Regions from separate parts of the Mus musculus genome. Here region 1 is linked to region 2. A link is a contact called in public HiChIP or PLAC-seq data. All regions are on one chromosome and are shown on one strand. Each heading gives the region's core, a stretch centred on a gene start, on an enhancer-like site or on the middle of the called end of the contact. The rest is flanking DNA. Distances are from core to core; before and after follow the strand shown. Region 1 has its middle 30 kb from the start of Gm22140. Region 2 has its middle 59 kb from the start of Gm26578.

What was found. HiChIP or PLAC-seq counts read pairs in DNA pulled down with a chosen protein or histone mark.
Region 1: an H3K27ac HiChIP or PLAC-seq map of extraembryonic endoderm stem cells shows a contact between it and region 2. The contact joins two enhancer-like sites. A contact is called at or near these places in 1 of 484 Hi-C or Micro-C datasets (nephron progenitors) and 2 of 115 datasets of contacts at active chromatin or transcription factors (extraembryonic endoderm stem cells and trophoblast stem cells).

The regions. Positions count from the first base shown.
Region 1 is chr8:32,213,494-32,219,144 of GRCm38.p6, forward strand. It overlaps a transcript of Nrg1 not described here. Among named protein-coding and RNA genes, the nearest start is that of Gm22140, 30 kb to the left of the region's middle. Within about 2 kb of position 1,803, at least 16 of the 459 cell types and tissues checked have an H3K27ac peak or open chromatin away from gene starts, as enhancers often do. A contact at or near this core is called in extraembryonic endoderm stem cells, where this site is marked.
Region 2 is chr8:32,066,390-32,072,482 of GRCm38.p6, forward strand. It overlaps a transcript of Nrg1 not described here. Among named protein-coding and RNA genes, the nearest start is that of Gm26578, 59 kb to the left of the region's middle. Within about 2 kb of position 4,677, at least 4 of the 459 cell types and tissues checked have an H3K27ac peak or open chromatin away from gene starts, as enhancers often do. A contact at or near this core is called in extraembryonic endoderm stem cells, where this site is marked.

The sequences.
Region 1 (5,651 bases), core at 553-3,052, 140 kb after region 2:
GTCCTTTCCTGAGTATAATAGGTTCCATGATTTGCTATGTACTAAATAAATCGTATATCCTTTACTTTAGCACAACAACAGAAAGCTGAGATGCGACAAAACAAAAGAGCACCTCCTTTGAGGTTCATGGGTGTCATCTGGGATGATCAAATAGCACAGAAGTCCACACCCTCTGTTAACTTGCTCCATAGTTCAGGAGCATCCTCTTTCCAGTCGCTGTTCCCTGCTGGAGCACTCCCCGATTATGATACTTCGTACACACGGAAAGAAGACACTCTTTCCTGCCTGTTCATGAAGTTTATTGAGTCTCCTCTGCTTCTCACAGAGGTGGTTGGATTTAAGACTCCATATACTTTGTGCAGTCCAGGAATAATTCCCAAGTGCATCCCCACAGACACACTACAAACTTTTGCACGGCTTTCATCTTCTGAGATTGGCAGGCGAGGAGTTCACTCTTATGAGATGACCAGGGTGTGACTGGTCCTGTCTCCGCCATGTCTCTGGAAGCACCTGCCCTCCCACCCCCGTTTCTTCTGCTTTGTCACATCAGGGAAGGCATACCAAGAGAACACCTTATGGTTCTCCTGCCAGCATCATCTCTGCTCACTCTCAGAGAATCAAAGTAGCTTTTCGGCGGGTATCAGCCTAGGGGTTTTCTGGGACCTTGAACTTTTCACCTCTGTGTGCAGCATCAGTGATGGCAGGCAGCCTCGGCTCTTCACTCTTGCCCTGTCTCAAGTGAGGAAGGTGTTACACAACCCTGGCCACCTGGCCCACTTCCCTTACTCTGAGTCAGATGAACTTTACTCTACTGTTGACACGAAATAGTGAAATCAGTCACGAAGCCGGGGGTTTAGAGTCAGGAAAAGGCAGCTGAACAGAAGGTGGCTGACTTGACATTGGTGTGAATGGGTACAAAGCTGTATACGGAACTGTGGAGTGATGTTTAGCTTCCTTCTCAGCCCATCATAGAACGGGGCAAGACTTCTTCGAGTAAATCAGTGAATACTACATTCTCAAAGGACAGAATGCAGTAAGAATACCATATGAAATGCTAAGATTTAGGGCAGGGAGAGCTTTGAACCAGGAACAAGGATACTGGGATCTCCTACTTGCCGTGAACCAACTGGCTGACTTGGATGGGTTCCTTAACCTCCAAGAGTCAATGTCTCCTTCTGCTAAAGAATTCATAGGAGTCTTAGTGGCAGAGGGCTGGCCGGCTCTGAAATAGATGCCTCTAAAAGGAACTCAGGATAATTTTGTCAGAATGTATTTCAGATCCATCTTGGTAAGATTTTGGATTGTCATCAAATGTATAAAATATAAAAAACTTGAAGAGCAAGAGAGGGAGAGAGAACAAAAAAAAAAAACCACTAATGAAATTATAGGAATTACTTCATCGCTCGTCAAAAAGTCTCCTGTAATTGCAAGCATTACTGCACTCCAAATTTTTACATCTTGCTTTCAGACAGATTAAAGTCTCAGTCTTAAGCTCCAGAGAAATTCTCAAACTTATCATTTCTTAAAGCTGCCCACACCCTTAGCTCTTCCCAAGTACTTAGAAATGCCAAACCTCACCAGAATTGCAAAAGGGTTTATTTCTGTGCTCTCTAAGGAGTGAATAATCCAGCTGTGTCCTTCAGTATAACCTTGGGACTCGTTTCTTCTTCTCCTCTTCTCAGTTCTTTTTGTGAAGAGCAGATGCCTCAGAGAGAGAGAGAGAGAGAGAGAGAGAGAGAGAGAGAGAGAGAGAGGTGCCTAAGTCCCTGACAAGAAATGCAGCATCTCCTCACTTACGTCCGCATAGCACCCTCTACTGCTTCAGGGAAAGCAGGCTTCACAACTGCTAACAGTTACCCAGCTAAGCTGTAGCAGGCAACAATCTCCACAGCACCTCTTCCTGAAGGAGATAATTAAGGTTGGGAGAGGCCTTATCTATTCTCATTCCTGCCTTTTGTTGTGCTCTGCAGTTTTAAGCTGGCTGTCCTCATGATTTCTAACTCTTGTATCAAAACAACTGCAGGGAAAAAATTTAAAAATGATAGGTTATTAAATCAGAGCATTTGAGGTCTCTGCTTTAATTTTTAATCAAGGAGAGGAGGCTGTATCTTTCTCAACGATGAGCATCTGGTATCTTTAATAGAAAACTTGTGCAGAACATAAGAAAGTCGTCTTCCTTGCCTTTCCTTAAATGATGCCTATGTTCTGATTATGATCCCCAAAGAACACGCTTAAAATGCACATCTCTGCCTGTTCATACATACTTACTCTGGGGCATCTTGATTCCCAGAGCCAATAACATATTAAAACTCAAATCTGAATGCTGGGGAAAAAAATCATTTCTTACGGTGAAGCTTCAAATGCCAGTCCCTTCTTCCATTCCAGATAGCTCTGTTTTTCCCACTGAGGAAATATGTTTACAGACTTCTACAGAGAAAGAGAACGCATCATTCCCACTAATTCAGCTGACTAGCGGAGGGAAATATTTGTTTAGAATTAAAAAAAAATAGGCTAGTACTTTTATTGCAAACAGAATTTACCACTTTGTACAAATAGGGCACGATTCGCCTGACTCACACCAGGGGTTACCCTATTTGTGACTTTCTACTTCCATTCATTCAGGGGACCCAATACTCTGTTTGGGAATATTATTCTAGAAGTTTCTCTTTTAGAATATCTTTTGCCCTTGCAAGCCTGAACAGTCTGTTTCAGATACAACTGTCTCAGAAAGATTCCACTAAATCATTTAAGATTCCTAATGTGTTTGAAAGAGGAGCGCTGGCAATCCCAGTAAGCCTGTGATGAGTGGAGTTTCAAGCCTCAGATCAAAGTGAGGTAAAGAGAGGGTGATGTTGGGTGCCACACTTTTGGCTAGGGACCTTGCATAACATTGCTCTGAAAAGCCAATGCCCTACCTGGAAAGAAAGGAGAAAGGAATTGCTTGTCTTTTCCAAGTCAGAAAAAAAGAGGTAAAATTTGCCTCCCTGCTACCAGGTCTCTCAAGGAATCTGCATTTGCCAAAGCCCAGGCCAGGCTTTTCTTAGGGCTCTCTAACCCCAAGATGGAGCGTCCTTCACAGAAGTTCCAGGATGAAAATGGACGGATGCCCCAGTGCCTCCACAACCTTCATTGTCAAGATTGCTGTGTATTTCTGCTCTGACTCTTCTATGTCGGCTTACAGTCTTCTTTCAGATTTGTCCACAGTGGCTTTCTATATTCTGCACCCTCCAGGGAAACACAGACCACATAAAGGATGTCAGTAAAGCTGGAATTGAAATGGCACATTTAACCCCTTGGCTCAATGGCAAATGCAGTCTTGATTCACTTGTACATGGTTTCTTTGGTTTGATGAGTGTATCAAGTCCATGCATTTCCCAGATACTGTTATCTATGTCAGGACTGACTCTTTCATAGAGATCAACAAACAGATATATACAGCATTGCAGTGTAAGAATGGGTACTGTCAGGTGTGGGTCACCAACACATGAGGTGGCAGGGATTTAACAGTAAGCAAAATTCCTGGGCCTTTACAAAGCATTTATATCATAGGATGGAAAGTTGATTAGGAAACAGGCATTTTCCTAGTCTATGACTCAAGGTTTATGGCAGTGGTTCTCAACTTTTCAAATGCTGTGACCCCTGAATACAGTTCTTCAACACATGCTTCATCTAGCCACTGGCTTCTTATACAAGGCCCTGTGTCTTGGCTTCTGTTTTCATGTGCATTACCACGGGAGTCTCTAGGTAAGCCTCCAGGAACTGAATAGGACACAGTTTTCTCTTGGTAGAAAGTCACAGCATGAGTACAAACCTCCTTTGCTACTTTCATCATGCCCTAGAATAGCGATTCTCAACCTGGACTCTCTAGCTCCAAAAATACTTACATTACAATTTATAACAGTAGCAAAACTACAGTTATAAAGTAGCAGTGAAAGTAATTTCATGGTTAGAAGTCACCACAACATGAGGAACTGTGTTAAAGGGTCACAACATTGGGAAGGTTGAGAACCACTGCCCAAGAAAGTTCAACTGAGACCTTAGGAGCAGCAATCTACCTATTACCATTGTCCCTTCACGGTCTTACAGAAGGATAAATGCTTAATACATTTTGGGATGTCCAACTCAGTAGTAGAAAAACCAAGCAAACTTGAAATTCCATTTTGGCTGCTGGGCACAGACTCAGTAATCGAAAGCAAAAGGGAAAACTGCACACTTCATATTGGACTTTGGGCTTTTCTTCTTATGGGGTGGCTATATACCTTGGAAAGAGACTATTGCAGATGGATCAGCATTCTGGGTCTGGATGTCAAAACAGAGGTAGATGTTGGGCAAGATTCTGGGAACTCAAAGAAAAACCTTTCCATCACAGAGAGACCCTGTGATTTCTACAACAAGAACATCACACCCAGCTTTCTGTTTAGCACTGGCTTGGTATTTCCCATGCTGCAGAGAAAACCACATCTTTCACTCTGTGCTCCAGATCCTCTTTCCCCAACCTTGGCTTCTGCTCGAGGAAACTGCTTTACTGGCCACAGACTTTCAGGAGTTCTTCCTTCAAAGCCGTGTGCTTGAATTTTCCCAATGCACACAGCCTATGTCCAGGAGCTGTTTTACTGGCTCCTTGCTGCTTTTGAAGTCTCTGTTCCAGGCTGCCTCTCTACTAAAGTCTTCCCTCAATCGGTAGCTAAGTCCTGTTATATAAATATCTTGTCCTTTCCTTGGTTAAACTTGCTCTCTTGTTTTCCTTCTTAGCTGTATGTTCTACCATTCCTCAATAGGAAAGTCATCTGGCTTATTCACCACGGGACCTACCTATCTCTTGTTCCTAAAATAAAGCCTAACACATGATAGGACCATGAAATGCTTTTGTTGGACAACTACAAGATTGACAGATGGCATAGATGGCATAACCTCCTCCCCTGGGGACCTCAGAATCTGAACTACATTAGCAGAAGGTTCAGGCAATGAGTTCCATCTAAAGTGGTCCATGAGGCCAGGGGAGGGCTTGAGGAAGACCACGCATAGGCCAGTGTACCTGGGCTTAAGTCCTGATGACTACATCACACACTTCATTATGTGAACATTATGAGATGTTCCAGGTCAAGAATGTGAGCTGAGGATTGAACCATCAAGCAACAAAGGCACAGAGACCAGTGGACATAGGATACAGAAACTGGAACTCTGAATCGATGGTTGGAACTTTGGGTGGATAGGGTGAATGAGTTAACGGACTTAAGGGGAGCTAGCAGCTAAACTTGTTAAACAGTATTAAAGGGTTGTAGCCTTAGGAAGGTTAAGAAGCAGTGATGTAGAGCAACGTGATTCAATGTTCTGCCTGCTTTGTGCCCTACACAAACTGGCATGTGAATAGGCCATCAGATTAAACTTTTGTTGAAACAAGTTATTCCCCCCCCCACCACCACCCTTTTCTTTTCTGTGCATTCCATCAAGAATAACAAACCCCCAAAGCCAGCTCTTCATATATTATCTAAAGTCATTCACAAAATGTTTGCATTGTTTGAAGGCATTAGCAACAAGCTTCTTGTCCTTACCCACCCTGCACCCCCTCTCCCCGCCTATTCCTTTCATTCATGAAAATGATGACTCACTGCAGTGCCCTCTGGAGAGCCGGTAGTGGCTGATCCTAAGGC
Region 2 (6,093 bases), core at 3,427-5,926:
TTTAGCAAGTTCAAAATGTGCATTCCATGCTCTTATCAATTACCACCACACTGTTCAATATACCACTGAAACTCACGTCTATCTAACTGAACTCTTGCACCCTGTGATCTACAGCTTCCCTCTCCCCACACTTCTCTAGGTCTCCAGCCTCTGGAGACTACCATTATTCTCTCTGTTGCTATGGGGTCAATCTTTTGTATGTATGTATATATGTGTGTATGTATGTATGTATGTATGTATGTATGTATGTATAAAAGCAAAATCAGTTGCTCACTGTTTCTGTCACCTCCTTTATCACCAAATGCCCCAGGGCTATGGGTTCTGTTTTACTGTATCCTCCACACACTTGTATCCAATGAGCATCTTCTCAGTGTTTACATGACTAAAACTCCTTCCTATCTTTTGTGCCACCTTCTCAAGTGTTCTATAATTTTGGTGAGACACATGTGACCTCAGTTACAGGTAAGAACATATACAAAGTTAATTTTTAAGTAAATCAAAATACAAGGCAGAGTAAGAATACATAATAAAAGGGAGGATGAGGGCAATGGTCCTTAAAACTTGGGAATAAGTAGCCACTGATTGGCTCCAATCTCCCTTGCCCATCTCCAACCTTACATTTCAACTGACAAACTCCCCTCTCCCTTCAGTTATAGGGACTAGAAATCAGACTTGAGCATTCCTGACATCCTGCCAGTGCCTGTCTAGTAAATCTTTGTATTTTTTTAAATTCCCATGAAATGATGTTTTATGTGAGTTAATGTGAAGGTGGAGTTTCGATGGATTTTCTAGAGCTGGTGGACACAGCCCTTCTTGGTAAGCAGAAACTGTTGTCAAAACTCAACCCAGAACTAACTGAGTGCAACACTGTTCAAGGAGCTGAACTAGCAGGCCCTAACAGGCATCTTGGAAATAATTTCCAGATTCAATTATATTCCTTGTTGAGGTAAGGACACACACCCCAAAGAGGTAGTTTCAGTTTGTGGGCGTCAAGATGAAACCTAAATCTATTAGGGATTACTGATTTCCCTCTTGACCTCCCAAACATTTACATCATTTTAATATCAAAGGACAACATGAATGATCTGATCCACTCAACTACTTTCTCTTTTGCCTTTATTTGGTCAACACTATGTGGGCTCTACTTCTGTCTATACATAATCTAGTTCTTACTCACGGCCCATGGTTGTTATTACAATTGACTATGCTATTTGAACTAAGGATACAGTGATCTCTATAAAAGGATGGGAAGAATTTGATTTTAGCTTGTAATATCAAGAAAGCAAATAATATTCCTGCACCTATAGTCATGACCTCTTAGCATAGCATGGTAATTTTTATGGTATTATATTGATGTTCTAAACATTTTGAAAACAACATGTACCTTAAGGCAATGATTGAAAACAGTTTGCTCATTGCAAAAGTCATTGGCCTGCGGAGACAGCTCTTGCGCAGAATTACCTAAAAGGGTCCCCAGACTGCAAAGAGGCCCCCCACAAAGAAGAAGCCCACTGGGCAAATGCCTACTTGCTTCAGGGCCAATCCCAGTCTGGCAGCTCATAAACACCATTAGTGAAGCCTACTGCTGAGTTATTATGCAGTAGAAGGATGCTTGAGACTGCTGTTGGTATTGTGATTTTATTTCTCATTTGCCTGGGTCAAAGTGGCAACAGTCTCTTGAAAGAATGAGGCAGTTTCGACTCCTGAGTTATTTCAAAGGGTGTGTGTGTGTGTGTGTGTGTGTGTGTGTGAGAGAGAGAGAGAGAGAGAGAGAGAGAGAGAGAGAGAGAGAGAGAGAGAAAGAGAGAGAGAGAGATTTTGAAAACTTCCATTGCAATCTATATACATGGAAAATGTTATTGGCAAAGATAAACCAAAAAGGTGGTCAGAAAAGAAACATAATGGATATAAGTTGTCTCTGTAGAGTATTTACCAAGATATGAGCAAATAACCAAAGTATAACAGTTTATTCATTAATCTATATGTGCATACGATGAGATGCTAAAAGTCGAATGTAAGACTAGTGATAGGAATAATTCTCACTGTACAATTAAAGTTTTTGAACTTCCTTTCTACCTTTCTACACTTTTTTACTGCAACACTGTCCTTGTCACTGTCCCCCCAAAGGCATCGGCATTTTCAAATTTGATTGTAATTAACTCACTCCTGGCTACAAGTTGGTCAGCAGTTTTGATTTAATGTTTTGGTACTCTTGAAACAAAGCACCATTTGCAGGATTGTAATATTTAACACCTAATTGACAGTAAGTAGACTAAGTTGTGAGTCTCAGGTTTGTGTGATATGTGGGAAGAACCGTTCTGAGGAGAAGGAGCCAGCAATTCTAAGCTGTCACATTCATTGGGCTCACTGGTGCTGATGATGCTGAGCAGACCCTCAGAAGGCCTGTTGCAGTCCTATTCTTCCTGGAGTCGGCTGCAATGAACTCTCAGTGGTAGCTGCTGACCTCTGATTCCTGCAATCTTGCAGCAGGCTTTCCGGAATGAGGGCACCCTTGATGGCTTTGTTCTTGCCTTGTGTAGACCTTGAAAAGCTGAAGAAACTTCCTAGAGGCCTACGTCCCAGAAAGAGAATTCCAGACCCGTGGCTGGAATGAATATTTAACTTGATTGGCATTTTGCTCCCATGAGCATCACTCCTCCCCGTGGAAATGTATTCACATTTCATGAACTCCCCATCTCTACGGCTCCTTTGATCTGCAGTCATTGTCTTGCAGTTGGGCATTTGTCTGCCTCCCGACTCATCATCCTCCCAGTCCATCTAAACAACGCACCACACAAGAACTTAGTGTTTCCAAAGTAACAAAAGCTAGATCTGAATGCTTCAGTGCGCTATGAAAGGCCTGTTGAAACCATCAATCTTGCTGGCTCTTGTGGAGGTCAAGAGACGGCAGAGACAGCTGGCCAATCAATTAACCAAGAAATGCAATTGGGAAGCCCAAGAAAAGCCTTCTCCGTGTTATTCTTTCCAGCAACATAACTGTCAATATTTACAGCAGGCCATATATCAAGACACCAGGCAAGGAGAGAGGCCTCTATTGTGAGCAGCAAATGCCGGATTCGTTGCTAACTCTTGTGTACTGTTGAAGAGAGTCAGTCCTACAGGACACAGAGTTTTCTGAACCAAACTGAAAATATCTTATCAACCTGAAAGAAAAGTGTGTGGTGCCTATCCATGAAAGATCATACCCACTTTCTCCCACACTCATCTTGGCTGCCTCAGTATTACGTAAGTAAAGAAAAAAATTAATAAATCTGGCACTGGAGAGGTGACTCAGTGGCAAAAATTACTCACTGTCCATACAGAGTACCTAGGTCCTGTTCCTAGCACTTCCATGACATCTTGCAAACACCTGTACTTCCAGTTGCAGAAGGTCCGACACCCTCTTCTGGACTCCTGCCCACACATATTGCAAATATACTCATGCAGGCTCACACGTGTGTGTATAAATACAAAACTACATTATCTATTTTTAAAAAATTAGTGAATGACTTATGGTAATGAATTTTTTATAACTATATTACCAGTTACACCTTTAATCCCTATGATTGCATAAAGCAGAAAAATAAATTAGGTCTTTTTGGTGCTAACATTCACCATGAGTAGATGACACTTATATCTCTGTGTAGCAAAGCCGGGAGACAGTATCTCCAGAGAAGGTCTGTGAAGAATCTCTTGTCTCTTTCATTGTGACCCTAAAGTCTCTCAGAACCAACCCTTGAGTGTTCCTTTTTCTTCAGGTTCTTGCTCCTTCTTCTTCTTCTTCTTCTTCTTCTTCTTCTTCTTCTTCTTCTTCTTCTTCTTCTTCTTCTTCTTCTTCTTCTTCTTCTTCTCCTTCTCCTTCTTCTTCTTCTTCTTTTCCACTTACCCTTGATTTATTGATAGACAGAAATCTCCAATGGAGACTTCTCCTGTGCTACCTCTAATCCCACTAACAGTAAGGTTTTCCTACTGACTAATAAGGCTTAGTCATCCAGTAATGTGTTTAAACTTAAAGTAGATTCAAATCAATTGGCAGAGAGAATTCTCTCTACTTTCCCCCATACCTTAAAATTTCCTACCCATTTTTTGTCAGTAATAAAACAAAAACAAACAAACAAAAAAATACAAAACCCACCAAGGGAAAACTACTAGAATTCCATGAAGAACTTTCAAAAATATCTGGAGGTTATTAAATTAGTGAGAGCTCACTTTGACTTCTTACCAGGTGGCTCCCATCCCTTCCTGCTTGTCCTCTGTGTTTCTTTAAGGGGATGCAAGCAGGAGAGGGAGGAATCAAATAAGCAAATAAAACAACAAAACAACAACAGCAGCAGCAGCAACAACAACACTTAAATGCACACCGAAAGTATCAAGCTCTCCCACAAATAGTACCTGTAAAATCCTCTCCTAAATGTGAAGAAAACAAAAAAGAGAGATGACTCCACAGCCTGCTCACAAGCTTAAACACTGGTCTTGTAAGTATACTGTGGTATTAACACTGATTCAGAAATCCCAACACACACACACACACACACACACACACACACACACACACACACACACACACAGCCTTCGAAAGATGCATTGAAAGACTGATATCAGGAGAAATAGAGGACAAAGGCCAGAAACTCACAAACAGGATCTGTGGGAGTAACCGCCCCTCCCTCTTTATCTACACGATTTCTTTCTGGATAAGCCCTATGGAAATGGAAACCCCTAGGGCTTCTGAAAGCAGGAGCATCCTTGGCTGGAAGCTGGAAGCTGCCTGGGCAAATTCAGGGTCATGGCTCCAAAAGGAAGAAGTCAGATCCCCCTATCTGTCTTCTGTATGGTTAGGATTAGAACCAAAGATGCCAGGAGGGGCCCTGTTTCCCCTTTTTATATTAAGACACCAGTTGTCTTGAGAAGCAGCCCAAAGAGATGGCTAAAAATGGGTTTTAAAAAAAAGACGAGTTAAGGGCTTCTACCTGTTTACTTGTGTTCTCCTGTATTTCCTTAAAGGAGTTATTTATGGGAAGTAGAACGTGGGAGGGATTTAGGAGAAAGAGAAGAGGGGGAGGGGGGAAAAGAGGGGAAGAATCAGGTATGGGAGGAGATGAAAGAGATGTACAGAGGGTCAGGAAATTGAACAGAGGTGTGTAGCAATGGGGGATGGGGCTCTAGGGGTAGCAACCAGAAAGTCCCAGATGCCAGGAAAGCAAGAGCCTCCCAGAACCCCATGGGGATGACATTAGCTGAAATACCCCACAAAGGGAAGGGAGAACCTGTGAAGACCATATTCAGAGTTTAGCCATGCCCACTCCCCACATTGAGGAATGGGGTCACCCACCCATCTCCAAAATTTTAACCCAGAATTGCTCCTGTCTAAAGGAAATACTGGGACAAACTGTGGAGCAGAAACTGAAAGAAAGGCCATCTAGAGACTGCCGTATCTGGTGGTCCATCCCACATACAGACACCAAACCCAGACACTATTGCAGACGCCAAGAAGTGCTTGCTGATAGGAGCCTGATACAGCTGTCTCCTGAAAGGCTCTGCCAGATCCTTACCAATACAGATGGGGGTGCTTGCAGCCAACAATCAGACTGAGCACAGGGATCCCAATAGGGGAGTTAGGGGAAGGACTGAGGAGCTGAAGGGGCCTCATCTGGCATCAATGGAAGGGGAGGCTCTTGGTCCTGTGAAGACTTGATGCCCCAGTGCAGAGGAATGCTAGGGTGGTGAGGAGGGAGTGGGTAGGTGTGAGGGGAATCCGGAAAGGGATGGCATTTGAAATGTAAATAAATGAAATATTCAATTTAAAAAAAATAAGACAAGCCGGCATGGTGGCGCATGCCTTTAATCCCAGTACTTGGGAGGCAGAGGTAGGCAGATTTCTGAGTTCGGGGCCAGCCTGGTCTACAAAGTGAGTTCCAGGACAGCCAGGGCTATACAGAGAAACCCTGTCTCGAAAAAACAAAACAACAACAAAAAACCAAACAACAAAAAATGACAAGTTAGCTGTGATTTAAAATAGTTTGTTAGCCGGGTCCTGATGGCTCACGTCTTTAAACACAGATGTAGGCAGAGCCAGGTCTACAGAGAGAGTTCCAG